2 separate regions of the Salmo salar genome follow, and region 2 is linked to region 1. Evidence: chromatin contacts called from public Hi-C data. All regions are on one chromosome and are shown on one strand. The core of a region is the stretch at or near the end of the contact, and the rest is flanking DNA. Distances in the headings are between cores, read along the strand shown.

What was found. Hi-C and Micro-C count contacts between places; a contact is called where the count stands out from the background.
Region 2: a Hi-C map of muscle shows a contact between it and region 1, with 10 times the contacts expected there. The contact joins two enhancer-like sites. A contact is called at or near these places in 2 of 3 Hi-C or Micro-C datasets (gill and muscle).

What each region holds. Positions count from the first base shown.
Region 1 is chrssa10:65,160,955-65,163,906 of Ssal_v3.1, reverse strand. No RefSeq gene overlaps it. Among protein-coding and RNA genes, the nearest start is that of igf2b, 7.6 kb to the right of the region's middle. Within about 2 kb of position 1,431, at least 2 of the 13 cell types and tissues checked have an H3K27ac peak or open chromatin away from gene starts, as enhancers often do. A contact at or near this core is called in muscle, where this site is marked.
Region 2 is chrssa10:65,309,790-65,312,741 of Ssal_v3.1, reverse strand. No RefSeq gene overlaps it. Among protein-coding and RNA genes, the nearest start is that of si:ch211-236l14.4, 93 kb to the right of the region's middle. Within about 2 kb of position 1,456, at least 2 of the 13 cell types and tissues checked have an H3K27ac peak or open chromatin away from gene starts, as enhancers often do. A contact at or near this core is called in muscle, where this site is marked.

The sequences.
Region 1 (2,952 bases), core at 182-2,681:
ACAAATGTTGGTTTGGTCCAAAATAATCCATCGTTATATCCGAATAGCGGCGTTTTGTTCGTATGCGTTCCAGACACTATCCGAAATAGTAAAGAAGTGTCACGCGCTTGGCGCAATTCGTGACAATAAAATTCTAAGTATTCCATTACCGTACTTCGAAGCATGTCAACCGCTGTTTAAAATCAATTTTTACGACATTTTTCTCGTAGAAAAGCGATAATATTCCGACAGGGAATCTCCTTTTCGGCAAACAGAGGAAAAAATCCCAAAGGCGGGGGCGGTCGGGGTCACGCGCATAAGCTAGTGTCTCTTGATGGGCCACTTGAGAAAGGCGATAATGTGTTTCAGCCTGGGGCTGGAATGACGACATTCTGTTTTTTCCCGGGCTCTGAGCGCCTATGGACGACGTGGGAAGTGTCACGTTAGAGCAGAGATCCTTAGTAAATGATAGAGATGGAAAAGAAGTTCAACAAATGGTCAGACAGGCCACTTCCTGTAAAGGAATCTCTCAGGTTTTGACCTGCCATTTGAGTTCTGTTATACTCACAGACACCATTCAAACAGTTTTAGAAAATTTAGGGTGTTTTCTATCCATATGTAATAAGTATATGCATATTCTAGTTACTGAGTAGGAGTGGTAACCAGATTAAATCGGGTATGTTTTTTATCCAGCCGTGTCAATGCTGCCCCCTAGCCCTAACAGGTTAAAAAAATACTTACTAGTCGCCAGAGTACCAGAGTATGTCTTTAATTGATATTGGGGAGAAGCTGGACAACTAACTAACATTGCTTATATGTGAATTTAAAGTTTGGAGGAGTCTTTTTATCCTATTCCCCCTGAGAATCTTGTTGCCCAATCTGCTGCCATCACGCTAAATTTGCACACTCCATGGAGAACCATTAATCGCAACAGTATAAATCGTGGGTGAGCCCGTTTGGGAAAAAACTCTAAGGTGTCGGGAACTGAGGCTTTCATCCTGAGTTGTTTGTATTCTAATTCAGCTGTAGACCCAATGCCAGTGATCAAACACACCAAAGCTGTCATCAAGGCAAAGGGTGGCTACTTTGAAGAATCTCAAATATAAAACATAATTATTTTCCTTATTTGTGGCATGTGGTCATGTGAACAGAAATCCAATTTTTTTTTGTTACAGCAACCACATCTACATATTACTGATGTCACAAATGTTCGAATGAGATAATATAATCTATTTTATTTCCCCACTGTCTAACAGAGAGCTACTGCTGGACACAACAGACTGGCCATTCAGGGCCTTCTGCGTCTATAAATAGCAAAGTTGGACAACGGTGTATGAGCAGACCTTTGGCTGAAGGTTGAGAGGGGTCGTGTTGCATCCCCCCCCACCCCCCACCGGGGCTGAAGGTTGAGAGGGGTCGTGTTGCACTCCCCCAACCACCCCACCAACCATCCCACCCCCACCCTGCCACCACAAATCTCCCCCTTCTCTCTCTCGGCTTGGGTCTATGGCCTGTCCTGGCCAGGCCCCTCACTAAACATTGGCAGCCTTACAGGGCTATCTCTGCTACTGCAGCAGGTCCCATAGTAGGCTCCAGGATCCAGGGATCAGGGCCAAGGGGGCCCCAAGGAACCTGGTTCAGGCCAGGCTCAGAGAACCTTTCTCTGGACTGATCCATTCTGACTCTGGCCCTCTCATGTCCCCATAACAGAACTGCTCTAGGATACCTCCTGTCTGCTTTAGTACAGCCTCTGTTCCCCCCAAACAATACGCTGGTTCCAGGTCTGCCAAACCCAACTCTTTTTTTCTCAGACACATCCAGACACGCATGCACACACACAGGTACACACACACCGGTTGTCTCTCAGCTCTCCTCTCTCCACAAAGCCACCGATATTCTGACCCCTCTGCTGCTGGTATCCCTGCTAGGGTTCTGGTGGCACAGATCCAATGCAAGTCAATAGTAACTGTATTAGCATTTTCACGGTTCATATCTAAATCATCTATAGGTTACTTCTTTAACCCTCCTGCTGTGTTCTGGTCGAATTGGACCGATTTACAAGTTTTCTCTCTGAAAAAATGTAGTTCATTTAATCTGATTGTTGTAAGGTTCCATGACTTTGTGCACACAGAGCAAACTTTTCCCAATAGAATCTTTCCCCCAAGGGAACCACACCTGTTGGCATTCTCACAAACAATTGCAACATTGTTTCAATAATATATAGAACATTTCTCGCAGCTCTGGTATATGAAGCTTTTTTGAGGCCTTGCTCACAAGTCATTCTGTGGCAGCACAATGACCAAACGATATATTGTATGTGAGGCTCTTGATCATATCTTTGATCATGACACCGTTGAGGAGGAGAGACCAGGAGACTGACAGTGAAGATGCATTAGAGGAGAAAGTGTCAGAAGTTGAAGACAACACAGAATATGATCCAGACCAAGAGACAACCGATGTGGAACAATCCAGCGATGAGGAAGAGGGCCCTGCTGAGGTTGTTGTTACATTCCGGTCAAAGAATGGGAATTTGTCCTGATCTTCATCCCCAGCTGAGAGGAGAGGTCGGCTATCGGCTGAAAATGTTATCAGGATGAGCCAACAAGATACGACATATCCCGGGTGATGACATAACATCCTGCCACTATTTAAACATTTGAAATGGTTTCAAAACAAACGTCCTTGTTAGACTTTGACACAAAGGAGTCTGTGATAAATAGCACAGTATGTTTAATCTGAGCATTTGTTATAGTGAAAATAATCCACACATTATGCTTTTTTTACTCAAAAACTAGTTGTATGAGCTCAGGTCAATGATGCCTACAGGCCATAAATAGCACATAGTTGTTCAAAACGTGTACTGTTCACAAGAACTTAAGTTGATAAAAATATCTAACACAACATTAGGTGATAATATATGTATTATTATGGATTTATAATCAGCTATAATGGGCGGTCATTTTCGACCGGGAA
Region 2 (2,952 bases), core at 207-2,706, 150 kb before region 1:
CCTATGTATTGGCGGAGAATCACGTGTCAGCTATCTCTCCAAGGAAATTACATTAAATATGACTGGTACTATAGTTTACTACAGTGTCTGTAAATAAATCTTCATAATGTAAAGAAGTGGAGGTGCAATCAAAAATTGTGATCATCATTGAAAAGGAAAAGGCGCAACACGTGCACAGGTTAGGCTACCATGGTGAGCGAGCGTTGCACCTTTTCATTTTCAATAAATATTGATTACCCATTTATTTGTCTTTGCCTGCAAATCGTCCTCTTAAAAGTTAGCCTATATTCTATATGCAAAACGTAGCTCAAGAGAAAGTGCAAGTGTCTGCTCTCATCATTCGCTGCTTCAAGTTAAGCAGCCATATGTACTAGATCAGGAGCACGTGTGGTCTCACTTAAATATAGTAGGCTTGGCTATAGCCTATGCATGGGCGGAGAACAACGGGGCAGATATATTTCCAAGGAAATGTACTTCCTAAATATGATTAGGCTATAGTTTACTACAAGGACCGCCTGGGACCAAAAATCAGCCCTGGCATTTCCTTGAGGCCCCCACACCGGACAATTCTTTACCCTTGAGGCCCCTACACTGGCCCATATTTTTCCTCAAGGCCCCCACACCAGCCCATTTTTTTCCCTTGTAGCCCCCATTATTAGCCAGATAATAATAATTTTGCACAAAAAACCCAAGTTAGACAGGCCCACTGGGCTAAAAATGAACCAGCCCATCTGGCATTTTGGGCAAAGTCCGCCCCTGGTTTACTACATTGCCTAGAAAGGATGAATAAATCAGTCCTGCCAGACCCCTATCACGAGGTGACAGATTTCCCAGCAGGGCAGGAACAGGAAGTGATTAGATGGGACACCCCCCACCCTTTAAATCCCACACCTCCAGAATGGTACGCCCGCCCCTATGTCACCCAGCCCTGGGCTTCCGCTGGTGGGCTAATGTTTCAAGGCCGCATTCCTGAGGTCTACTTGCCCTTCGTCAACTCTGGGAACCTGCAGCTTGGCTGCTTGGGGGAAAAGGATCACTTTCAAAGGCAGGGCCTTTGTAAATCAAAATTTCAAAACACTTTCTTTGAATACATATCTCTAAGAGATTGAGTCTGTTGCATTCATTACATCTGCTGTGTTACACAATATACCTTATTCTATCTGCTGAGAATGAATAACAGCCTACAAGCCAGACGAGACACAGACTCATACTCCACACCAAACCACAACACACATGCAGATACACAAATATACACACACATGCGCACAAAAATGCAAACACACACACACACACACACACACACACACACACACACACACACACACACACACACACACACACACACACACACACACACACACACACACACACACACACACACACACACATACACACAGACTGACACTGGCCTTGCACTGCACAAGAGGCTCCCAACCAACTGGCCTGTGGACAAGAGGCTTTTAAATTGTATGTCTAATTGGCAAGCTGGAAAACCCATTCACTCTGGGGCAGACACTGAAACCTAAAACTTGACTTGCACTTTCTAAAAGTAGACTGAGCGAGAGGTCTCAGGCCTCTGCTTGTCACCAGTTTAATTCATCTGCCTGTCTCCCCAGTACACAACACCCTAAAAAAATAGACCATATTGTCTGCCGTGTGTGCTGGCTGGCCAATCATCATGTGCTTTGATCCATTAATACAGGCCAGGGGTGTCCACATTCTAAACCAAAGTGACCATTCATTCATAGTCTTTGCCGTTATGAAATGGGCAAAGAAAGAGCGAACGACATTGTCGGTTCATGTCAGTTATGTAGATTGGATATCAAAGTTGTTCATTCGTGGCATTCTTGATTCGAGTTTGGCTGTACAATTTGTTTTTCATGCCTGGCTGGCAAGGTTGTGTTAAGCTCAAAGCTAATTGAGTAGACAGCAAATTCTCCAGTGTTAAATCAACACAGTGTTAAATTTAACACTGGTCCAGTGTCTATACAGGTCCACACTTTTCAGTGTTAAATTAACACACTGCTTAGTGAAAAGTTTTATTTACATATTTCCCAGAATGCCTTGCCATTCAAGTAAAATGTTGAGTTTTACCACCCATGACTGTATCTGTTAGTGACAAAGACATGGTTGTTGTGTACATACATTGTCAGTCCTGTGGCCTTCAAGTGAGATTCTAGGCTAACATATTATAGTTCAAATGAAATTATTTAACAGAATACAATGCATATTTCATAAGGTGTCATTTTCAGGGCCTAGTTTTACCCTAACACTCATCAGGCCTGAAAGTTACATTATGCAGGCTTGCAAAGTGACGTGTAATTCCTATCGGAATCCAAACAGAGTGGGGACAGCCAACATTCTGACATTTGATTCACCTGCAACTTGCATTCAGAATGACTAAGATATGAGACTATCTAAACTGTATGTCACATCTGCTCCTGCTACGCCCTCTGGTGTTCATCCGGTGTCTTCTTGACCTGCAGTTACTCCCCCTGTACACTCTCTCTCTTTCCCTCTCCCTCTCTGTGTGGTTGGAGACAGGTGTGCTGGAGTCAGAGCAGATCCCTACCAGCTGCAACTCGTTCCATAATCAAGACCTCTACAAATACTCAGTCCTGCCACTTCCATTTTGCCAGATTGTAATCTCTGCTCAGTTCATGATTCTAGCCATTTATGATTATTCAAGATCCTGTTACTCTGCTGTGCCTATTTCCCTGCCTGACACCGTGTATTGCAGTTACCTCTCTGGCTCCTGTCTCCTGTTCCACATCTCACCACCCAACTACCTTGCTCTGGATTTTACTCACCACCACTACCTTGGATTCCCCTCAGGACCTGTTTACCCTGTTCTACTCAGCTAACTTCAACCTCAGTCTCCACATCTGGTTTTTCTGAAACTCATCCGAGCTTCCCCGGATCTGCACTCCATATCTCCCTGTGTAACAATAA